Linked DNA regions of Mus musculus: all the other regions are linked to region 1. Evidence: chromatin contacts called from public Hi-C, HiChIP or PLAC-seq and promoter capture Hi-C data. All regions are on one chromosome and are shown on one strand. The core of a region is the stretch at or near the end of the contact, and the rest is flanking DNA. Distances in the headings are between cores, read along the strand shown.

Evidence for each region. Promoter capture Hi-C pulls out the DNA fragments that hold promoters and counts their contacts. Hi-C and Micro-C count contacts between places; a contact is called where the count stands out from the background. HiChIP or PLAC-seq counts read pairs in DNA pulled down with a chosen protein or histone mark.
Region 2: a contact with region 1 is called in a Hi-C map of B cells, with 6 read pairs. The contact joins the promoter of Gpaa1 here to the promoter of Myh9 in region 1. A contact is called at or near these places in 1 of 484 Hi-C or Micro-C datasets (B cells) and 1 of 115 datasets of contacts at active chromatin or transcription factors (pancreatic cancer cells).
Region 3: a contact with region 1 is called in a FOXA1 HiChIP or PLAC-seq map of pancreatic cancer cells. The contact joins the promoter of Mroh1 here to the promoter of Myh9 in region 1. A contact is called at or near these places in 1 of 39 promoter capture datasets (cranial neural crest), 1 of 484 Hi-C or Micro-C datasets (B cells) and 1 of 115 datasets of contacts at active chromatin or transcription factors (pancreatic cancer cells).
Region 4: a contact with region 1 is called in a Hi-C map of B cells, with 6 read pairs. The contact joins the promoter of Ankrd54 here to the promoter of Myh9 in region 1. A contact is called at or near these places in 1 of 484 Hi-C or Micro-C datasets (B cells) and 1 of 115 datasets of contacts at active chromatin or transcription factors (extraembryonic endoderm stem cells).
Region 5: a contact with region 1 is called in a promoter capture Hi-C map of pre-B cells, with 4 times the contacts expected there. The contact joins the promoter of Nol12 here to the promoter of Myh9 in region 1. A contact is called at or near these places in 3 of 39 promoter capture datasets (cranial neural crest, liver and pre-B cells) and 1 of 115 datasets of contacts at active chromatin or transcription factors (pancreatic cancer cells).
Region 6: a Hi-C map of B cells shows a contact between it and region 1, with 8 read pairs. The contact joins the promoter of Pdxp here to the promoter of Myh9 in region 1. A contact is called at or near these places in 1 of 39 promoter capture datasets (liver), 1 of 484 Hi-C or Micro-C datasets (B cells) and 1 of 115 datasets of contacts at active chromatin or transcription factors (pancreatic cancer cells).
Region 7: a promoter capture Hi-C map of liver shows a contact between it and region 1, with 2.8 times the contacts expected there. The contact joins the promoter of Cdc42ep1 here to the promoter of Myh9 in region 1. A contact is called at or near these places in 4 of 39 promoter capture datasets (the 3T3-L1 cell line, cranial neural crest and liver).

What each region holds. Positions count from the first base shown.
Region 1 is chr15:77,840,722-77,844,011 of GRCm38.p6, reverse strand. Myh9 (myosin, heavy polypeptide 9, non-muscle) reads left to right here and starts at 1,837. Exons shown (of 41, transcript NM_022410.3): 1 at 1,837-2,055. It also overlaps the pseudogene Gm22107.
Region 2 is chr15:76,329,821-76,333,110 of GRCm38.p6, reverse strand. It overlaps Gpaa1 (GPI anchor attachment protein 1), which reads right to left and starts at 1,817. Exons shown (of 12, transcript NM_010331.2): 1 at 1,648-1,817; 2 at 1,036-1,215; 3 at 840-951; 4 at 480-627; 5 at 300-401; 6 at 12-208. The coding sequence starts at 1,721. It overlaps Exosc4 (exosome component 4), which reads right to left. Exons shown (of 3, transcript NM_175399.4): 3 at 2,441-3,290. It also overlaps a transcript of Oplah not described here.
Region 3 is chr15:76,378,972-76,382,261 of GRCm38.p6, reverse strand. It overlaps Mroh1 (maestro heat-like repeat family member 1), which reads right to left and starts at 1,749. Exons shown (of 44, transcript NM_175457.4): 1 at 1,686-1,749.
Region 4 is chr15:79,061,247-79,064,536 of GRCm38.p6, reverse strand. It overlaps Ankrd54 (ankyrin repeat domain 54), which reads left to right and starts at 1,678. Exons shown (of 8, transcript NM_144849.1): 1 at 1,678-2,064. The coding sequence starts at 1,740.
Region 5 is chr15:78,933,267-78,936,556 of GRCm38.p6, reverse strand. It overlaps Nol12 (nucleolar protein 12), which reads right to left and starts at 1,624. Exons shown (of 6, transcript NM_133800.3): 1 at 1,482-1,624; 2 at 1-78. The coding sequence starts at 1,567.
Region 6 is chr15:78,912,206-78,915,495 of GRCm38.p6, reverse strand. Pdxp (pyridoxal (pyridoxine, vitamin B6) phosphatase) reads right to left here and starts at 1,577. Exons shown (of 2, transcript NM_020271.3): 1 at 965-1,577. The coding sequence starts at 1,526. Gm30368 (a long non-coding RNA gene) reads left to right here. Exons shown (of 6, transcript XR_003951546.1): 5 at 1-205; 6 at 3,202-3,290.
Region 7 is chr15:78,840,933-78,844,222 of GRCm38.p6, reverse strand. Cdc42ep1 (CDC42 effector protein (Rho GTPase binding) 1) reads right to left here and starts at 1,576. Exons shown (of 3, transcript NM_027219.3): 1 at 1,498-1,576.

The DNA of each region.
Region 1 (3,290 bases), core at 588-3,087:
TAGCTGTCTTCACACACTCCAGAAGAGGGAGTCAGATCTCATTACGGATGGTTGTGAGCCACCATGTGGTTGCTGGGATTTGAACTCTGGACCTTTGGAAGAGCAGTCGGGTGCTCTTACCCACTGAGCCATCTCACCAGCCCGGAGTGGAACTCTTGAGGTCTCTATCAAGCTTTAGTAAATAGAGCCAAGGACAGGCGTGCTTAGCGGGGACTGGCCCTAAACTCATTATGTAGCCAAGAGTAGCTCCTCCTGCGCCTCCCTCTGCAGCGCTGAAATCACAGGTGTGTGCTACAGGCCTAGTGGAGCCACTTTCCCAAAGTGGTTGGAGAAGCGCATGCGTATTCCTGTCAGCACCTGATGAGCTCCACCTCCTCACCGGCTCTAACAATGCTGGGCTTTTTTTTTTTTTTTTTTTTTTCCGAGACAGGGTTTCTCTGTGTAGCTCTAGCTGTCCTGGAACTCACTCTGCAGACCGAACTCAGAAATCTGCCTGCCTCTGCCTCCCGAGTGCTGGGGTTAAAGGCATGGGCCACCACTGCCCGTACATCTCCAGTCTCTTGATGATTAGTTTTAAAAGTAATTATTGGCTTTATATATTTCACACCTTTGAACTGCTTGTCTGTGTAGTTCAGGCTAGTCTTGAACTCCCCCTCCTACCTCAGACCTCTTGAGTTCTGGTATACCACCCACAACCCCTGGATGGTTCAGCCTTTTAAAAATTTTTTAAATTTTTCTTATCAACTGGGAAGCAGTCTTTGCTGTAATGTGGGTAGCAATCACTGGTCATCTGGGCTGCAAAATCTCTTTCTTTCTTTAGCTGCTTTTTGGCTTCAGAATGTAAGTTTTCCCTGAAGTTTATATGGAAGGATCATTTTAACTGTGTTAGCAAGAACATTCCAACAGTTAAGAGCAATGACGAGAAATTTGCCTTCATAAAGCCATTTGAAAGCATTGACGTGCTGCAGGATCGACCACATAGATCAATGGACACAACTCGGAAACGGACAATTTGGGCAGAAAATAATGCGTGGACAAATTCCTGATAGATTAATGGCAAAGTACATTTTTTTAAATGAAAAAAAAAATCCTCTCGTGGTTAGTAACCAAAATAAAACAAATGAAATCTACCCTTAAAATAATTTAGTGACAAATATCTGAGATGTGTGTGAGTTAATTATTCAAAGGTTAAGAGTGGCTTAGACTGCATTCCAGGCAGAGGTACTAGCCAGAGCAAAGGTTCAGAGGTTGGAGGACAGCCGCGAGCAGGCTCCAAAATCGAACTCAGGACGCCCACACGGAATGCAGGGTTGAAGCCATGACCGCCCCCACAGCCATCATAATTATGTAAAATACCACTTTTCCCATATATGGTACTTAATATCTGTTCTCCTGGTAGGACAGGACGAAGGGAAAACACGGTTCGCTGGGCGGAGTGTCAGAGCCTCAGACCTCCCCAGTACGCTCCCTCCGGCCCCGGCGCGGCCCAAGCTGCACACCAGAGCCGGGACCAGGAGCCCAGCGCGCCTGAGCCGCTTGCTTCTGATTGGATGAAATCCGCGTCAATCCTGGTCCTGTAACCTGGCTGTCCATTGGACCCGCCCAACAAGGCGTGGCTCCCGCCTAGGAAGCGCGGGTGGAAGGTGGGGTGGGCGGAGGTGGGGACAGATGGGGAGGATGAATCTCAGCACTCCGGCTTCCATCTCTTGTCTGTTTATAGGCCGAAAATCTGTCAGTTTAGGCCAGACTCCTGTTGGATTGGGCAGTGTGGGGAGAGGGCGGGGACTCTTGGAAGCTCCACCCACGAGCCGGCGGCGAGCTGTAGACCCGCCCTCCTCTTGGAAGGGCGGGGCAGGGAGGGCGGCGCGCACCAGAGCTGGGTGCGGTGAGGCGCGCAGATCACCGCGGTTCCTGGGCAGGGCACGGAAGGCTCAAGAACCTGACCTGCTGCAGCTTCCAGTCTCGCGTTCGCCCCACCCCGCCGCGCCGCCCGAGCGCTCGAGAAAGTCCACTCGGAAGAACCAGCGCCTGTTCCCCGGGCAGACCCAGGTTCAGGTGAGCGAGCTTTGCCGGTATGTCCCGCCCCGGAGCTGCCGAGCGCGCGCGCGCGGCGACAAGACTCGAGTCCTTTGGGGCGGACGGCCCTGTGGTTCTCGGCCTCCGCGTGGCGGGTTTCAGCGCGGTCGGGTGCGACCGGACTCCGCATCCTCACCCGAGGGGTGATAGGCAGCGAGGCCTCGGGGTTAGGGAACCGGGGGACGCAGTCCCCGGCCCTACAGGATGCCCTTCCCGGTCGGGGCACTGGGAGCTCGGCCTGCTCCTGTCGCCTCTGCACTCCCGCCTCCCCGACGGCCAGCTCCGGCAAACTTTTTAACCCCTTCCGGGACGCAGCAGTCCCGGAGATCTCGGCCGAGCCGGCCGGATGCGTTCGTGGGCACGGGGCAGCAGCTCCTTTGTAAGTTTGGCAAAGGGAGGTAACGGGCAGGCGAGGACCGCTTGGCAGCTGTCAGGGCGTCCTCCTGAGTCAGGATCGGTCGGTCCCGCCGCAGACATTGCGCCCGGCACGGTTTCCGCCGTCCGCTGCGGACTTCCTCATTTGTCCGTCAGCCCTTGGGCCGGGAGGGGGCGGGGAGAGGTACTCAGAGTGCGTGGGAAAAGGGGTCCCAGCTGCCGAGGGGCTCAGGGCGCAGGAAAAGAACCCCCCCGTCTGACCTCATTCAACCTTGGATTTCTATTGCCCGAGGTCAGAAGGCCTGGGTCTGCCGGCAGCTGCCCCGTCGCCCGGGCAGGCGTGCACCTGATTTCCACCGCACCTTGGGACGCCACGCCCGGGCCAGTCTCTGGGAGCTGGCCCTGACTTTAAGACCAGGCCGGGCAGCCGCATCTTTTATGTTTGATGAGAGGCGGAGTTTTGAAGACATCCCCCACTTCCTTGCACTAGGGTCTTCACCTCATCCTGTTCTGGAGCCACGCCTAAGGCAGGAGCTGCACCCCGCTCCTCCGGGTCCCCATCTCTCCCAGGCAAACTGAGTCAAGTACCCTCTATGACTTGCTTGCGGGCTGTAGTGAAACTGAAGGCTGGGTGGGCTCGGGCGGGTGCCTAAGGCCCCACCCAGCGGTGTTAGGGAAAAGGTCCCTGGGAAGTCCCAGGTCTTGGAGACCCGGAGGCTGCCTCGGCTGGGCTACAGGGAGGTCCATCGAGTTCTCAGTTCTCTGAGCGGTTTTCTGGATTAGCAAGATTTCAAAGTAACTTGCGTGCTTCCTACAGCAGCACCTATACCAAAATTGGA
Region 2 (3,290 bases), core at 568-3,067, 1.5 Mb after region 1:
GGTGGTCCCACCTTGCCCTGGAGTGTACACAACAGCCCCCCTTTCTGGCAGAAGGTCTGGAAGAGGTTGAGCAGATCAAGGTTGGGCAGCTGACCGTTGAGTCCCTCCACTGTCACATCGAGGCTGGTGACCACGTCGCTGCTCAGCTCCAGAGCTACAGCAGCCTGGATGGCTCCAGCCCTGCCCTGCAGGGGAGATGACTGTATGCCTGTAGGAGCAAGCAGTGAGCACTAGAGGGGGCACAAGGGACCGCGGTTTACTTTGAAAGAGATGGGGAGCAAGACTAGGGCTACACCTACCTGTAACATTAATGTCATGGTAGGCTTCGAGCCAAGCCTCGGTGCCCAGAAGATCATGGTCTGTTACCAGGAAAATGATATCTTTGGCCCAGTAAATCTGCCCTGGAAGCCAAAGGCAGGGTCAGCAAAGGGCCTGGGGCATTGGTCAAATCCTCCCGGACCAGAGCCCCAGAGCCTCACCTCGGAAATGGGCAGCAAGTGCCAACAACAACCCCACAGCCTGGCTATTGGTGGCATCTGGACCACAGGGTACAGTAAGCACCAGGGACTCGGTACTGGCAGAACGTGGGGCCCGCAGGATGCCATACACGTTGGTACCTGACACCATCTGCACAAAGAGTTGATGGGAAAGCCTCAGCAGACCCTCCAGCGGACAGCCTGAAGCCTGTCTTTTTTCCTGGCACTTCAATGCCCACCACTAAAGTTCTTCAGACCATCCCTCCCAGAGTTTCTTGGTTTCAGGGCACTTCAACAAGACACCCAACCCAGGCCACCCTTCCAATGTGCTTTTCTCCCAGGCACACCCCTTTCCCTCAATACATAGCGCTCGTGGGTCTCATCCGGGAAGGGTAGTTTGCGGGAGAAGCTCTGGGTGTAGACCTCCAGCCCTACGGATCGCATGGACCGTTCCAGCCAGGCTACTGGCAGAGCCCTGGAGACACAAAAGATAGCCTCTAAGTAGAGCTCCCTGGTCTCGGCCGCCCCTGAAATCCCCAGCCCGCTGCTAGGCACTCACCCCGGCTTCTTGCGGTGGGCAGCGAAGTCCCGGGCAAAGCTCCGAGCGCGGTCTCCACCTACAAACTGTTCCTCCACCATGGTGGAGCCCATGGCATTCTCAGACATGTAAGTGCGCTGGGTTAACGGCGGAAAAGCCAGCGCCAGAAACCAGGCGATCCCGGCCACGTAGCTCAGCACACTGCGAGAGAGTACAGAGTGGGCTCGGAATTAGCCCGACCTGGAACGCTAGCTCGTGGCTTCCACCATGACCCAGAGGGTCCAGCGGGATGGTCCAAGCCATTAAGAACCCGGAGCCAAAGCCGGGCAGTGGCAGCACACGCTGTTAATCCCAGCATTCAGGGGGCAGAGGCAGGTACAGGCGGATCTGAGTTCGAGGCTAGTCTGGTCTACAGAATAAGTTCCAGGACAACCAGGGCTGCACAGAGAAATCCTGCCTCCGGAAAGGAAAAAAGATCTAAGACCCTAGATCAGCGATGGATAGGGACCAGAGCTCTAAGCTCAGTGTCTGAGTGACACTTGCAAAGAGGTCGCAGACCCTGGAGCAGTAGGCGCGTGTGGAGCCACAGCAGCTCAAGTTCCCGCCAGTCCCGCCCCCTGTGCCCGCCCTCACCAGAGAGGTGTGTTAAGGCGCAAGACGATGCGGGCGAGCGCGCGCCGGCGCACCGGGTCCGACAGGAGACCCATGGCGGGGCGCGGGGCTCTGCTCTCGCGGCAGCTTGACACCTCCAAGAGCAGGGTTCCTGTCGGACCCGGCGCCCGGTGCTGCCTTAATTTCCGGTCCCAGGATCCATCGCGCCACTACTCTTGGTAGCGGCAGACGGAGTTGGGAAACCAGATTGTGCGCATGCTCACAACTGAGGTCGCCAGCTCTGCGCGTGCTCAAAACTGAGGTAGGCTGGAGAAGTACGGGATGCAGTCATGGCCAGTGGGCGGAACTGGAACCTGGGGCTGTGAAGCTGCGGGCGAGCAGCTGGAAGGCGGGACGCTGGCGGATCTCACGACAGAGCAGCGACAGTGTGCCTGCCTAAAGGTTCTCGGGAGTGTAACGCAGGTGGGTAGAGAGCTAGAACGACGAGAAAAGACTGATGCCTGCTGAAGTGAGATACTGAATGACAGTGTTGTAGCTATGACTTGAGGGACCCGTGTGAACTGAGGATTCGACGCTAAATCATTTCTGTGGATGTCATGAACCTTAAGACAGTGGGCTCACTGGCACAGTGGGCGAGTTGGTGGCCAGAGGAGATGGGTGGTGGTGGCGATGAAGGTAGTTTCTCTAAAAGGTTGCAGGGGTAAGGGCCTAAGGATAGATGGCCAAGAAGCAACAAAAGGTGGCTATCCTCCTAGAGCCCAAAGTAAGCGGGAGGAAAGGCCCAAGGAAAGAAGACATTAGTCCAGTGGTTCTTAACATTCTGACCTTTAATACCGTTCCTCATGTTGTGATGATCCTCAAACATAAAATTATTTGGCTGATTCTGAATAGCTAATTTTGCCGTTACGTCATAATGTCATCTCTTAATGATGGACACCCATAGCCAGCTGAGTGCAACCTCGGCCTTGTGCTCCTGTCCCTGATGGGCTGTGTAAGCATGGCACACTCCTTAGCTGGAGGACTTGAGTGACCAACATAGGCGAAGGGGGAAACTCCAATTTGTAAGCTGATTCCAACTTGAGTTTGTTGGTCCCCGGTTTGAACTGTGGTTAATAGAAATACCACCGACAAGTCCAAGAAGAAACTGCCCTGGGCCAGAGCCAATCAGGGAAATAGAGGGAAAGTGCCTACCATTGCAACGGTTACAGATAAATTGCTCATCACTGACCAAACCCTGTGCATCGAGATACCTCTTTGTGCCGGGCGGTGGTGGCACACGCCTTTAATCCCAGCACTCAGGAGGCAGAGGCAGGCCTGGTCTACAGAGTGAGTTCCAGGACAGCCAGGGCTACACAGAGAAACCCTGTCTCAAAAAAACAGGAAAAAAAAAAAGATAACTTTGCGAAATAAGGCAACTGACAGGCAGGAGACCCCTGCTCCCTGATCAAACTAGTATAAAAACCCTGCCTAATTGAGGCTCAGGGCTCTCAGCACAAATCTGGTGTGTTGGAGGAGTCTGAGGTCCAAGCTTAAGGGTGAAGAAAGTCTGAATTCGCATGCAGATTCATACTCCCAGGGGTCTTTGCGGACCCTAATATCTGGGCAGGCACAACAGGTGCACCCTTGCTCTTCCTAGCACAAGTGCTCTCTCCACTTAGGGACTG
Region 3 (3,290 bases), core at 500-2,999, 1.5 Mb after region 1:
GAGCCGCAGAAACCCTTCCAGTGTTATGTCCCAAAGTGGATCGAGCTGTGTACCCTGACGCCAGCAAGGATGTCTTCTGACTTCAAAACAACTTAGCTCAACAAAAAGCCATTGGGAGGCCTGGAGTTGCTCGTCAGACAACAGCAATCCTGCTTCTCACCTGGGCCTCTGAGAACCGTAGGAAAGAAAACTAAACACAAACATCTCCAACCCCACACACAGGTGACCGGGAACTGAGACAAGCACAGGTCAACAGGTCCCACCTCTGGCCTCTGGAGTCCCTTGACAGTCACCTCTGAGGGAGGGAGATATGACAAGATGCAGGTTTGAGTAAGGCTGCCTGCCTGGACATCCGTTTCAAGTTAATGAAGGCGGCCAGGCCTCAGCCATCGACTTTGACAGTAGAGCCCAGAAAGACATTCCTCATTCGAGCCACACATCTCAGCCTAAGGCCTAAGAGTAGAGCCTGCTGGCAGAAGCATCTCCCCGGCCTGCAGGTGCAGAGACTGCACAGCCAGCCAAGTCATAAACACAGGCTCCACAGGAATATCCCACAACCAGTGGTTTGCATAGGATCTCTGCTCTGGTGCCCCATCAACCCTGTGTCTGCTGGGGGTCTCCATCTAGATGACCATGGCCAACCAAGTCTAACAGAGCAGCTAAGACTTAACCCTTCACCTTCACCCCTGCCCTGCTCCACCTACCTACTTCCTGAATTTTTTTAATTTTACCATTTAATTAACTAGGTCGCAGGCTGTTCCTCCATTTCTACTACCATCCCCTTCCTTCCAAAGAGTTTCCTGCCTCCAACCAAGACTAGCCCCTCAAAGTTAGCCTCTGCCTTAACAGTAACTCCAGCTCACAGCCCCAGGTCTCCAGATGCCGCCCTCTATCCCTCTCCCGCAGGTCCTTATGCTTACTCACTGCACTTGAGTTTACGGTTCCATCCATTACCTTGAGCTCTGTACAGGGTAGAGCAGAGTCTTGCTGCATAACTGCACTGACTTGGTTGGAAAATTGGAATCCCAAACCTGGAGTGTCAGCCCTGGCTCCACCTCACCTAGCTCTCACCTTGCCTGAATTCTATACTCTGAGAGTTTTGTGGCCTTCTCCCTGGGGCCAGCAATCCTCGTGACTCTGGACAAATCACTTTCCTGCTCTACACCGCCTCCTTTAATCCGCAACGAGAATACAGAAAGACGAGTGGCTGCGGTGCGGTGAGCACTCGCTTTGCAAGTCCCTGAATTAAGGCTCAGTTTTATGAAAGAGACAGAAATGCCGGTAGCCCAGTTGCGGAGGTCAAAGACCTGAACACGTAGCCCCTACCCCGCAAAGGACCAGGGTCTTGAGTCACCGAGTTCCCGGAAGGGACTAGGACATGGATCACGCGACCCACGAGACAGCAGGGACAGGGACCAGGGACCACGCGCCGATGTCTGACAAGTCAGAATTGAATCGCAAGCTCCGAGATCCCTTCCAGGTGTAAGATGCGAAGCCGGGCCCGCTGGGCACACCTGAGATCTCCCAGCACCTCCTGGCACCGGCCCGCTGACCTTGGGGAGGCGCCCCTTGACACAGCTTCTCTTGCTGCTGGCAGATGGGGAGGCCCCTAGGCTCTCTGGTCCAAGTTCCTCAAAGGGTGCCTGGCCCCCACCACCAAAGATGAGCCTTAACAAGCCGTTTACCTGAGGAGCCGCCGCCGCCGCCACGGCCCGGGCGCCGCCCTCTATGCCCCAAGCGTCTCAGAGTAGGCGGAGCAGCGCCCCAAGCCCATCCCCGCAGCCCTCTGGCCAACTGCGGCCTGGCGCGCGGCAATTTGGCCCCGCCTCCGTGCGATCTCCACACTCATTGGTCAGAGTTCTGTCCCTCACGTTAACTCCGCCCACTCTCCGCTCCATGGAGCGCCTAGGTACACCTACTTCTTCCTGTTCTCTGCTGGGTACCCCAGCGGTCCGGTGACCATTTCACAAGACAAGTGTGAGTACTGCTGCTGCGCCAGACGCCGTCTGCGCAAGCGCTGTTCTCGAGAGTATTCGGACTCGGCCTCCAACTGCAGAAAACTCCACCAGGCGGGACCGGTGGCGCACTCCTTTAATCCCAGCACTGGAGAGGCAGAGGCAGGTGGATCCTTATGAATTCGAGGCCATCCTGGTCTACATAGTGAGTTCTAGGACAGTCTGGGATAAAAAGTGAGACCCTATCTCGGGAAGAAAACAAAAATAAAAAAAACAAAACAAAACAACAACCCAGCTGTCACGGACACACACAAGGTATTGTCATTGTTGTACATTGGTCACACACTAAACGCCTAAAACTACCCCAAACCCCTAAATGTACACATGGCCATGCCCAACAGAGGTACATGTCCAACCTATCAACAAGACATTGGGAATCAAGATGATCATGTCCTAGCTACCTGGGCTGCTTGCTACCTACCACTGTTATTCCAGCTCCAGGAGCAGCTAAAGCCTCTAAGGCTGGAAAGAGGTGACTAAAAAAGTAAAAGTAAGCCATACTACAGGATAAACTTTGGGTTTGGTGCCAAGAAAGCAAGGTTAGATAAGAGAGTTGGGGACGATCATGCCAGGAAGACTTGGCACCTGCAAAGAACCAGAGGTTGCAATCACCCAGATGTGTGTAAACAAGAGAAAGTTGTGGGTAGAGTTCTGAAAGCAAAAGAACCAAGAACCTGTCAAAGGGGAAGCAGCTACCATGTATCTAGGCTGACAGCATCGTTGGATGTGGAAATTAAGCTGCTGCGGTTGAACCAGGTCAGAGGCAAACACACAGCCAATATTCTTTTTCCACGATGAGAAGGACTTGGATGAGTTCTACTGAGAGGATAGAGCCCAAGAGAGAAAAAGACAGGACAGGACTCTCTGAGTAAGAGAGTGAAGCATTTGGGGCTGGCAAAATGGCTCAGTGGTTAAGAGCGCCAACTGCTCTTTCGAAGGTCCAGAGTTCAGATCCCAGCAACCACACGGTGGCTCACAACCATCCATAACGAAATCTGATGCCCTCTTCTAGAGTGTCTGAAGACAGCTACAGTGTACTTACATATAATAAATAGATAAATCTAAAAGAAAAAAAAAAAGAGAGTGAAGCACTTTGTGGATGGGGTCATGGCCTAGGAAAATGCTAGAAAACAGAGAGAGGGGACTAACTTGGGTAGCTGCCAGGGAAGGAGGTCTTTTCCATGCTAACACACAGGAGCCCCCCCCCCGTTGCTCTCCCCCGCCCCCAGCCTGAAAAACCTTGCAGTGGACAGTGGCAGTGCTCTGGTTGGCCAC
Region 4 (3,290 bases), core at 429-2,928, 1.2 Mb before region 1:
AACAGAAAATGAACTCAACTTTGTTTTTGCAAACTTTTGTTTTATATTGCGTTGTTTGGCCATTTTTTGTATCATTGGTCCTTTGCCATTTTGTGGAGTTGTTGTTCTTGTTGTTATGTGTGTTTGTTTTGTTTTGTTTTGTTTTTTATGAGAGAAGGAAGGGCATGAAGGTGGGTGGGTAAGGAGGTGTGGAGGGTCTTAGAGGAGTTGGAGAAGAGGAAAGCATGACCAAAATCTATTGTATGAAAATTTTTTTCAATTAAAAATATTTTTAGGCTGGACATGGTGACTCACGCCTTCAATCCCGGCACTTGGGAGGCAGAGGCAGGTGGATTTCTGAGTTCGAGGCCAGACTGGTCTACAGCATGAGTTCCAGGACAGCCAGGGCTATGCAGAGAAATCTTGTCTCAAAACAAACAAACAACAAACAAAAAATATTTTTTAAGGAAGCAGAGGCGGTTGGATCTCTGTAAGTTGGAAGCTAGCCTGGTCCACAGAGTAAATTTTGGCTCAGCCAGGCTGCACTTAGAAACCCTGTTTCAGAAAACAAAACAAAACAAAACAAAACAAAAAAACCAACCCCAAACAAACAAAAAGGTAAAGAAGTATCTACCCATCCATCCATCTGTAATCCACCCATCCATCCATCCATCCATCCATCCATCTATCTGTAATCCTTGCCCTCAGGAGGCAGAGGCAGGTGAACCTCTGAGTCTGGGGACCTAATGGACTACACAATCAGTTTCAGTACAGCCAGGGCTACACGGAGAAACCAACCCTTTGAGGTCAGAAGACCAACTCCAAGAAGGTGCCCTCAAATCACAAACTTGGGGTAGGCAGAACAGGACTATAACCCAAGGCCTTTAATTAGCACAAGGTAGTGTTACAGGTATTTATTTGCTCTCTAAGTGTTTTCTATTTTATTTACCAGCTGATAGAGTATAAATGACTTGCATGCGCTGTGTGTGTGTACTTGTACCTCCCTTGGGTCAAGTTCAGGCCAGTGATCCGTAGGACTTTCAGGGCTGAGGAATTGCTCTTCGTTAATCTGCCTACTGCAGGGTTACTCTTGTATAATTACATAGAATATAATTTTTTGGGTAAAGCAGCGATTCCGGAGAGGGCAAGAGAACGCGACAAAGGAAAATCTATTACGTTAGAAGATATTAGCGCCTATTTCGTGATGGTATCTCCAAATCATAGTGTGTTTGGATTTTTTTTTTTTTTTTTTTTTTTTTTTTTTTTTGAGTTCATTGACTCAAAACACACCTACACGAGAGTAGTTCTGGTTTTTTCACTTTCCTTTCCGATTGGCTGGAGACCTTCTTACCTTGATTGGCTAAAGCATTTGCCATTCGTCTTTCCGGAGCTATCACAGGAAGAAAAGGAAGAAAGGAGTGTCCTGAACGCAGCTATTTTATTGGCTCTGGTAGTAACACCGCTTAGTGCAAAAGCAACTCTAATTTGTGATTGGCTCTTTTGTCCGCCAGTCATACTACCGAAAACCAGTGTTCGCCTTGTAGTCTGCCTTCCTTACCTGATTGGCTGTGCTGTGAAGGCTGTGCGAACTCTGATTGGTCCGTTGCTCTGGCGCGGTCCGACCCGCCCGCACTCTGTTGCTGTGGTTGCAGGCCCCGCCCGTCCGTTCGCTGACAGCGAGGCTTCTCCTGGAGGGAAGCGGGTCCGTTGGTCGGTTCGGAGCGAGGCTGGCGCTGCCAGGCCCGCGCCTAGCCGTTGCCATGGCAGCCACCGGCGGGGGCGCGGACGACGAGTCGCGATCCGGCCGCTCGAGCTCGGACGGCGAGTGCGCGGTGGCGCCGGAGCCTTTGGCGGAAGCCGGAGGCCTGGTGTCTTTCGCGGACTTCGGCGTTTCGCTGGGCAGCGGCGCCGGCCTCCCGGGCCGGTCGGTGGGCAGGGCCCAGTCCTCGCTGCGCTACCTCCAGGTCCTGTGGCAGCAGGACGTCGAGCCTCGCGACGAACTGCGTTGCAAGATTCCCGCCGGGCGGTTGAGGCGTGCCGCCAGGCCCCACCGTCGGCTCGGGCCCACCGGCAAGGAGGTACACGGTGAGCTCAGCCAGGAACCCTGGGGTTGCTTGTGAGTGATCGCAGTGATCGTAGTGGTTCGAGCTGCGGAGGACCGTGTCTTCATCCACTTGTTCATCCCTGAATAAAAACTTTACACTCCCGAGGGTGGTTATTAGACAATAATGTGGGACAATGGAGAATACTTTTATAAGTAGAGGAGGGAGCCCAGAGCCAACTTGTGTGAATGCACAGATCTGAATCAGACTGCCCCACACTTGGCTCGTAGGCAACCTATAGTCACTTAGGGTCTCGGTTTTCTATTGTAGAATGGTACACTACCAGCCTTACTAGGGTGTTAAAAGTTAGGCAGGGTTCTGAACATATATTCTTCTTTTTCGAGGGGCCAAACACTTGTTTGATACATTTATTTATTTATTGGTCTTTCGAGACAGGGTTTCTCTGTGTAGCCCTGGCTGTCCTGGAACTCACTCTGTAGACCAGGCTGGCCTCGAACTCAGAAATCCGCCAGCCTCTGCCTCCCAAGTGCTGGGAATAAAGGCGTGCGCCACCACAGCTTGGCAAGAATGGAAAGTTTTAAGGTTTCTTTTTACACCTAACATCGTTTGACCTGGTATACTGGTGTTATAAAAATTAAAAGAGAATTTGAAACAAAACAAAACAGTGGTATATTGGACATGCAATTGTTATATCTAGTTTGCAACTTTTTGGGTCACTTTCTAACAGCTAAGGTATTGCTTCCTGTTAGTTCTCAAATAGAGGCGATGCCTTTGAAAGAGGGAAGGTTTCTGGTTAGGAATTATCAAGTTTGGTAAGTTGTTTAGGAGTGACCTGCTTTGAAGTCAGATCATAGAGGTTGACTGTGATCAGCTCAGAAAGGACTAAATAAACCCTCACACCCTTTCTGTCTTAAAAAAAATTAATCTCAAATTTCGTTATAACAGCTTGGAGCTGACAGGACAGTTCAGCTTTGTATTATAGATAATAGACTGAGACCCAGGATAAGTACCTGGCTTGCTCAAGGTCGCCAGCTACCACAAGTGGCAGCAATTAGATCTGGCTCCAGAAGTCAGATTTGCTACAGAAAGTGGCCTCTCCATGGCCCCGATCCAGTTTCTCCTTGTTGCTGGGCCAGTGTGTTCTATCCAGACGCCTTTGCTTCAGCCGGGACTGAAGGTGGAGCTGAGGAGAGGCTAGGGAGCCATGCACCTTCTGTTTTGTTCTGGTTTTTGTTTTGTTTTGTTTTG
Region 5 (3,290 bases), core at 375-2,874, 1.1 Mb before region 1:
TTAAGCCGCTGCTTTATCTCTTCAATGGCTGCCTTCTTGCGCTCTACCTTCCGCTTGTGGAAGCCTGTCAGGTACTCCCTGCAAGAAGGAAGAAGGGGAGAAGCCAGGGGAGTCAGGAGGAGCCAGGAGGAAAGCAGGGCTCTACAGAGCTCCATAAGTTGCCTGACTCTCTCCTACCCACCAACCCATTTTACCCTCTCACAGCCAACCCTTAATTTATAGATGGGGACTCTGAGGAAGAGACTAGGATACTCATCCAAGGTCACAGACAATGCAGTCACAAGTCATTCAATGACAAAGGTACCTTCGAGAAATGAGTTGTGAGTCCTTGCTGGACCATCAGAGTGTACTTACATAATAATCCTGGGTGGTATAACCTACCACACACCTATGCTGGAAGCTATAGTCTCAGTACGCGCTCCATCACTAACCAAACGTCACCTAGCTCACCTGGCCTTCCTGCCCCTTGCTAAGTACACAAAAGGCCAGGTGGTCAATACACAGAGCTGGTGGTCACTGTTCCCACACTGGCAAACTTTATTTCATAGGAGTCACTTCTAGTAAGGCTTTCTAATAATGCCTTCACCCAGACCCCAAAACTCTTTCACTGAACCAACCAACAACCAGTCCTCAAGGCCACCTGACTCCTGAACCCACCTGGGTCCTGTGTGGCGGGTCCTAGGAGTGCCCCCACCTTCCTGACTCGTGCTTCCTTCTTCCTGTCTAATCTCTGCTGTTCCTGAGTTTGCTGTATTGGAAGTTAATTACGCTTAGTACCTTATTCGAGCTAGGCAAATGGTCTAATAAATTAATTCGTTTATATTGTCTTGGAGACAGGGACAAATTGTCCAAATGCCCATACCGTTCTTGAACTTTCCCGCACAGGGTTTTACTTTGCAATCCTCCTGCCTCAGCATCCGGGATGGCTAGGATTATAGGTCTGCACTACCAGGCTTTGCAATTACGGTTTCCGTTGGTACACTACACCAGGGGTTTTAACTGTATTTTGCTACTGTTATGGATCGTAATGTAAATATTATCTCTTTTCCGATGGGTTTAAGGGGGTCGCGACCCACAGGTTGAGAGCCATCAGACCACAAGGTGCTATTTACGGTGACACTAAAAAGCAGTTCAGCCTCTGGTCTCAGGCTTGGCTGGCACGCAGTCTGGTGCGTGAATCAATGAACTAAACCTCTCTCATCCCATCGGCTCGTCCTTCGTCAACAACGACTGGGAGCCAGCTATGGGCTGTGACAATAGACGGCGCGGCACTCCGGTGGTCCAAGGCGCAGCGCTGAGAGCCGTAAACAGCGAGGGAGGAGCGGGCGACTCCATCCCCCGAGGTGGGGAAAGAGGAAGGCGAGCTCCAGCTACATCCAGGGGCGGGGCCGGAAGAACCCTCCGCGTGGGCGTGCGCGCCCTGTGCCTGGCGCGCTTCCCCCGGCAGCCCGACGGGAGTCTCTTTCCACCCTGCCACTCACCGCCGCTTCTCTTCATCAAAGTTGAGAACGAGCCGGGGCCGCCGGTCGTCTCCATCTCTTTTCTTCTTCTTCTTGTTGCGGCCCATTGCAGTGAAGCTTCCGGCAGCGTGGCCGCTTCTGACTTTAAAACACTTCCGGGTGTAGCAGTTTCAGATTTCCGGTAGGGCGCTCTTCGTGGCCTTGTTCCACAGTTCCGCAGATTTGGCTCCACCTTTTAAAGGAGCCTCCCGTCCTGCCTCAGCTTTGGTTCAGGTCTTCTGAACAATCCTCCCAGAATGGCTTCGGTGAGAACTAGGCTCCCCGATTCCATCATCTGACCTGCCTCGAACAAGCGCTCAATCTGGAGTTATTTATAAACCGCTAAGAATTACTGAACTTAATTGAATTCAGATGTCAACTCTTTCATGATTTCCTTGAGCGAGGGAAACTGCCTAGATGCAAACACTGGTATTCCTTTACAAAGTATGTGACTCAAAAGCAATTGCCCCCCTTTAAAAAAAAAAGATTAAATCATAAATTATGGGCTAGGGGAGGTGGCATACATCTTTATCCCAGTACCTGAGAGGCAGAGGCAGGTGGATCAAAGTCAGCCTAAGCTACACAGTGAGTTCCAGGACAACCAGAGCAGAGCTAGACAATAAAGAGACCCTGTCTATAAATAAATAAGTAAGATTAAAAAAATACTGTGCCTAAGTGAGTTTAGGTCTACTGTATGAGGACCTACAAGGCCAGAAGACGGTATGAAATCCCCTGCAACTAGAGTTACAGATGGGGGCTGGTGAGATGGCTCAGCAGGTAAGAGCACCCGACTGCTTCCGAAGGTCCTGAGTTCAAATCCCAGCAACCACATGGTGGCTTACAACCATCCCTAATGAGATCTGACTCCCTCTTCTGGTGTGTCTGAAGACAGCTACAGTGACTTACATATAATAAATAAATAAATCTTAGAGTTACAGATGGTGTGTGAGTCATGTGGGTACTGAGAATCAAACCTTGGTCCTCTATAAGACAAGTAGGCACTGTTAACCATTGGAGTCATCTCTCCAGCCCCCAAATTGCCTTTTTCTTTGTGTCTCACTTTCCTATTTATAAAATAGAGATCATTGTAGTGACTTTGTAAGGCTGTAAAGAGGTGGCCCTGGAACTCTGGCATGCACTTAAAGGCTTGCTGAAATCCAAATTGAGGGTTCAGGGTTCAACACACTTGGCAGGGCCCCAGAATGTCCATTTCTAGAACATTCTCTGGTGACCCTGAATATTGCTCCTGCGTGCAGCAAACTGAGAGCCGTGACTGTGGTGGGACAAGTGTGTCGGGTCAGAAGTGCATAACACAATATTCTCCCAGACTCAGTTGGTGCAGAGGGAAATCTCTGAGTTCGAGGCCAGCCTGGTCTACAGAGTAAGTTCCACGACAGCCAGGGCTACACAGAGAAATCCTGTCTCAAAAAACCAAAGCCAAACGGGGTGGGGGGAGAGCAGGGATTGTGCCAGTGATCAAATGTGAGCTAGATTGTCTGAGCTTTGGTGTTTGGTCTCCCTTCCCAGCTTCCTGGCCACTCCCTCAGAAGCTAATATGTCTGCTCAGAGAGGTGGGAAGCAGGCTGTGATAATGAGCCTCACTTCCACGTAGGTGTGGCACTCCATGAATGTCTGATTCCTCCCACACGGGTCCCCCACTCGGAGATTCTATGCTGGATGCTGAGAAGAAGTTATCTTTAAAGTGTGGGTCGGGGCTGGAGAGATGGCTCAGTGGTTAAGAGCACTGACTACTCTTCTGGAGATCCTGAGTTCAAATCCAAGCAACCACAT
Region 6 (3,290 bases), core at 328-2,827, 1.1 Mb before region 1:
TCCCAGATCCTCTCCACAGGCATCCATTTCACTGCCCCATCTCGAACCCGTGACTCCCTCACTTCCTGCAATACCACCCTGCAGAACCCCTGAATTTGGTATCAAGGACTATGTGAGCCAAAGGCTAGCAGAAGAGAGTGGCAGAGATATGTCCATGTCTCATCTGGAGGAACCAAACCTGTCTATAGCCATTCATCACTATCTGGTAAGTCTCTGATCCCTCCATCTCTTGGGGCTCATGCCAGAGGTCAGCGCTTCTGTTTAGGTACAGGCCTGAACAGCCTGGACTGCTCTTGGATGGGTGGATGGATGGATGGGGGGTCCCCAAAGGCCAAGTCAGGTTCCCCTGCTCTATGCTGTGTGTTCCCTGGCAGCTCACCTCCCTTAAGTACCAATTTCTTTAACTGTGAAATGGGCCAAAACTCTTATTTTTGAACTAATCTGGAAAGGAAATGAAGGCACCATTAAGGAGCTTCAGGAAGCTATTAATAAACTAGAGGGCTGGGTTCAAAAGCCTGGGGATAACCGACATGGTAAAGAACCCCACTGGAAACCAGGTTCCGAGGTTATGTAACTCACAGGGTTAACCAAACAGGGCCAGAACTGGAACTGAGGTCAAGCTCCACTACCTTCCAGTCTCCCCACTGGCCTAAGGTCAAGCTCCACTACCCCCTAGTTTCCCCACTACCCTGATTCTGGATGCGCGGATCCAGCTCTCCACCGGCATCATCCTTCCAGACCGCTTCGACAAACCCTCCTGCAAAGTGGGTGGGGCCAATGACAAAAGCCCAAGAGGCCGGTTCCAAATCTGTATCCCACCTGCAATTCCCTGAGCTACAGTGAGCCTAAGGTGGCTCGTGTGTCAAACTGGTCCTCGGCCACTATCCGACAGGCGGCAGCTGCAGGAATTCCGAAAAGCGCGTCAGGTCCCAGCACACATCCCCGCGCCCAGTCCCGTGCTCACCGGGGGTCCGGCTTCCGTCGCTGAGCGGGTGCCAAGGGTCGCGATCGGTGGCCACGAGCAGGCAGTCGGGGTCGCGCAGGTGCGCGCACGCCTCGGTCAACCTGGAGAAGGAAAACTGCTCGTCGTAGCCTACGAGCACGGCGCGCACGCGCGGGTCCTCGCCGGGGTCCCCCGCCAGGCGCAGCCCCGCGGCGCGCAGCTCAGCGCGCAGCCCCTCGCCTCCCAGCACGAACACTGCGCCCGATGCGTCGGGCGGCCCGGACAGCCGCTGGCGCAGGAGGCGCGCGGCACACAGCGCGGAGCTGAAGAGCTGCTCGGCGCGCAGCCCCGCGAAGCCCAGGCGGGCGAAGCGCAGCGCCAGCTCGGGCCGCGCGCGCCGGCTGTTGTTGCTCACGAACAGCGTGTTCTTGCCGGCCCGCGCCAGCCGCTGCAGCAGCTCAGGGGCGCCCGGCACGATGCGTTCGCCGTTCCACAGCACTCCGTCGCAGTCGAACAGGACTCCCTGCGCCTGGCCCAGCACGTCGCGCAGGGCCGCGCCGCGCAGCCGCTCGCAGCGCGCCATGCAGCCGGCTGGCCGCTCGCACGCGCGCGCTGCGCTCCCTCCGTGGACAAGGGGCAGCTTCACCAATTGGCGCGCAGAACGGGGAGGAGGCGGGGCTACGAACACAGGCTTCAGCCAATAGCGACTAGAATTTAGTCGAAGGTGCTGGCCGATCCCGAAGGAGCTCGGAGAAAGGGGCGGGACCGCGGGCGCCACTAGAAGGAGGCGACCAATGAAGAGACAGCCTGGTCTGCAGCGAATCGCCGTGCGCTTCCCAGCCAATTAAAAACGTAGGCCAGATGGTTGCTAGGAGAAAAACAGAGGCTGAGAGAGATGTTGTCTTCGGGCCACATCTTGTTGCCCTCGGAACCATTGAGGCTCATTAGAAACATGTGGATGTGATGGAGCCAGGGCTCCATCACCCGTGACTTCGCAAGCTGGCCTGGGCTCTTAGACCTGGTCAGTGATCCTTCTGGTCATCTGACTGTGCTGTGGAGTCTCCTGGGGAACTTGTTTTTTTTTTTTGTTGTTGTTGTTGTATAATTTCCGTTTAGTAAGATGTATACTTTATAGTTCGATGGCTTTAGATAAATGATTTTTAAAACACAGGTACAGGTCAGTGGAATGGTTCAGCAGATGATGGCAGTTTGCTGTCAAGGCTGAGGACCCGAGTTCCTTCTTCAGAAACCTCACGGTGGAGAGAACATACTCCTTCCAGTTGTTTTCTGACCTCCACACACACATCCACACAGATGAATGTTAAAACGTTCTAGCCGGGCGATGCGAACACATACATTTAATCCCAGCACTCAGAATCAGAGGTAGGAAGAGCTCTGATTTCCAAGCCAGCCTAGTCTACAGAGCAAGTACTAGGACCAAGGGTATTCAGAGAACCCTGTCTCAAAAAACAAAAAAACAAAACAAAAAAAAAACCCAATAAATAAATAAATAGATAATCAAACACATGGCTGTAAGACAGGAACCCAGAGATCTGATTTCATGTTTTATGTGTGTGGGGGCACTAGGCACTATTTTGATGGCCAGGCCCAATTGGTAACCCATTTTATTGATGGGGTGATCCCAACTGCCTAGGTCTCCATTTTGTAGACGGAAACCTTTTAATCTGTCAAGCCTTTGAATAACCAGTAATTCAAAGTATGGGGACCAGGGATGAACAGGGATCTGTACTGTCACAATATTTTGGTTCTAAGCAGAACTGTAGCTGTCTAACCCAGAGCAACTGAAGGGAAGAGACCGAAGAAAAACCGTGCCTTTGAGGCCCAACTATTTTCTGTTCTTTGTGCCTTTTGTAATGGGTTTCTTAGCCTAGAAGACCATAGACAGCATGCCCCTGCCTCCACTCGGTTACTAAATTGGGCTTCCAGATGCACTGACCCACTTCTGCCAGCCCACTCCCAAAAGACCCTCAGGTGTAGAGCTGAAAGGAGCGTTAGCCTGGGACTACACAGAGCAACTCAGGGAAGGCCATGGATAGCTCAATCCCTGCTCTCGAGAAAACTGTGTGTTTATGTGTGTGTGCGCACACACACGGGCGTGTTGGTCTTCAGAACACAGACTGGGTGGAACTGCTAGACTGTCTCAGAAGAGAAACCCATGATCCTGAGAGGCTGTGCAAACGGGGCCCTGGGTGGGAGGAAGACCTAGGCGAACGCTAATCTCAAACACTTCATCTCAGGCCCAGGCATCGCTGGCCAGTCCCTTCTCATGGCTTCGGAAACTTCACCTGCAGGTGGCACTCTTATCTGGGTGAGAAACTAGCATGTG
Region 7 (3,290 bases), core at 327-2,826, 1.0 Mb before region 1:
GGGAAGAGACCCAGATCACAGAACAAAAACAGCGTGAACCCTGGAGCTGACATTTTACCAACACTGGCAGAATGGCCTTGCCCTCTGAGAGAAGGTGGTAGCTAAGGAGAAGCTAGCATGAGAGGAACGGGACTCAGGCTCTGCACTTCGGCATCCGGGACCAGGGCATGAGTGGCCACAGTGAGGCTTAGTACCCCCACAGAACTCTTATATTTACTGTGCAATGGTCTGGGCACGTGGCCAGGGCTCCCTCAGTAGTAATGACCACAGGGACAAGTTTTGGGGCATTGGCCGGCTCCACTCACTCAGAGGCCAACGGGGTGGATGTGGAGGCAAGGAAGTGGGGTAAGAGAAGCCACTCCGATGGTGGGGAAAGAGAGGGAGCAGAGCAGAAGAGCAGAAGCGCTGCTCCTTGGAGTACCCAGACACACCCTCAGGCAGGTGTGCAGAGCCCCACCTCCCGGACAGCCTGCTGGGGGCGCCGGAGGGGAAGTGTGGGTACAGTGGCTCTTTGATAGATAGCAACACTGAAACCGCGGGATTTTGTTGCTTCCTATTTTCCCCAATTTGTGACATTTGAGATTAGAAGTCCTCCAGGGACATCCCCTCAAAGTCCAGCACTTTGGGGTGGAAGACAGGGAAACTAAGACAAACTGCCCAGAGTCACTGTCCCAGATCAGACTTCTCTGAACTTCGTTGAGCCGGTAGGACAGAAGGGAACCACTGGAAAGTGGGAGGAAAGACGTGTGTGTTGTTGAAAAGGTCTTGCTATATATCTCCCAGGCTGACCTCGAAATTGTGACCGTCCTGCCTCAGTTTCCCAAGTGGTGGCGGTATTAAATTGTGTGTGACACTACCGACTAAGACGTCTTCTTGCCCCAGCACCCCAAGTTAAAGCTAGGCAGTCCCCCCCTCCACCGCTGTGCTCTCTCAGCCTCAGTTTCCCAGTGTAGAAAAACGGCCTTCAAACTTGGCGAGTTGGGACAAGGGCACAATCAGTTGGGATGGGAAGTCCAGGAAAAACTTCAACCAGGAAACATTCCCTTCTGGGAACCTCATAAGAGAGACTTTGGGAGAGTCTCTCGCTCCCGTCCGGCGCGGGCAGAGGGCAGCGGCTGCCGTGGCCAGAAGGGAACCGGACGGGATGACCTCATCCGCTGCTCCAGCCTGGAATGCAGCTGGGGAGGGGGCAGGGTGCCCTGTCCCCATCGTCCGTCCCCCCCACCCCCCAGCTTCCCGCTCCCGCGCTGGCGTCGCCGAGAGGCCCTGGGGTCCCTTCCCTTCCGCTGCCCGCGCAGGAACGCGGCAGACGGCCCTGGGCACCTCTGCTCGCGTCCCAGTATACTGCGTTACCCTTCGGTTTTGGTGCCCTGAGCCGTCCCGCAACGTGACAAAACCACCCGAGAAGTCTGAACTTTCCAGCCTCCTACGGATTGGCCCCGCGCACCCTCCGCGCCCAGGACTGTACGCACTCCCCCGGCCCGCGCCCACGATTACCTCGTGTCGTCGAGCCCGGGGGGTCCAGGGGCGGGCGCGGCGGCGGCGCGTCCCAGCGCTACCCGAGAGTCGCTGGGCCGGTCTGCGCCGCCCTGGCCGCGGGCTCGGCCGCCAGATCCCGGGGCGGGGGCGGGCTGCGGGCTCCCTCCGCCCCTGCTCCGCCCGCGGCGGCCGCGCCCCCTCCCGGGCTGGCTGGCCACGCCGCGAGCGCTGCAGTGGCGCGGCAGGGATGCCAAGCCAGGCCAGGCCCCTGCCCACCACCCCTAGGCGGGGCGACCTCGGGAATGTTCGCTCTGTCTTGAGCCCGGACTGCCTGGAGGAGGCCACTGGGACTCTTTGCTGCCCACTGCTCCTTAGATGACCTCGGGGAGTCCAGGATTGACAGCCCTGTCCTGGGCCTCCAGCCTTTCCTTGCTGGGGCGGGAGGAACTGACCAGAAGACTCGCTGGAATTTTTTTCTTTCTTTCTTTCTTTCTTTCTTTCTTTCTTTCTTTCTTTCTTTCTTTCTTTCTTTCTTTCTTTTTTTTTTAAATGTGGGGCATTCACTCTTTCCCATTTTCTCCATTCCCCATTCCTGGCAACCCAATACAAGCCCCGTCGGGTGCCAGCAGAATATTTAGCTGCTCTGGGGAAGAGGCCTTTACAGCTGACCACTATGTAGAGGGGTGTAGGGTAACCTGTGATAATCTCATGGACCCTTAAGCTGGGATGGCCCTTGTTCCTCCTTGCCTTTCAAGTGTCTCAGTTTCCCCATGGGGCCGGAGACAGGGCTCAGCAGTTAAGAGTGCTTTATGCTCTTCCAGAGGATGGAAGTTCTGTTCCCAGAAACACACACACACACACACACACACACACACACACACACACACATACCCCTACTATAGTGGAGTTATCAAAGCAGACATCAGATATTACATTATCTTCTGTTCTCCGCTCTAACAACTAAGAGAGTTGCTGAACAGGTAAATGAGGTCACACCTTAGAAACCTTTAGTGAGGCCCCCACTACTTCAAAGAAGGCACAAAGCCAGCCATGCTCAAGAAGACAGATCCTAGGCCCCTCCATCCGTGTACCCTCTGATTTTTCTGTGACGACAGACAGACAGGAATCCTGGGGGCTGTGTGTGGCAGTACATGTCCCTAAGGTAGTCTGGGAGTGGGGTATTGAGCAAGGTTCCCTAAAGGAGCAGGAAGCCAGGTTAAGTTTTAAATAGAGATGCAGAGGGCCTAGGAAGTTCACACTGGACAGACTGTGGGCAAAGGCTTTGAGCTCAGAGGCAGGGATGGAGCTGGGCGGTACTGTCCCTGCAGGGGTGAGGAGCCCTAAGGACCGAGGGGGACAGGACAGGACAAGCTCTTACTCCTCCCTCACAGAATGCTGTGCTTCAGGGTTGGCACTCTAAACCCTCACGCTAGCCGACAGGGGGTGGATCATTTTTTCCCAGATGGACAGATGGAGAAACTGAGGCCCAGAGAACACCAGTGGCAGGCAGAGAAGACTGAGATACAGCAGTTCCAGATCTTTCCCCCCAGGGCCACCCAGGGAAATTGGGGACAGTGTCCCAAAGACTCAGAGGCACAGAAACTCATGGAACACTGTGGGAGAGAACTGGGCCGGGCAGGGCCTGGGTATTTAACTATGGTCAGGTGTCTGTGCGTGCATATGTGCGTGCATAGGTGCAATTAAAAATCGCTCAGCTTTTATTGCGCACCTAACGCATACCACGTGTAATCACATTTAATCTCCGTGACAGCTCCATGGGGACAATCCTGTCATCGGGTCTGTTTTGCAGA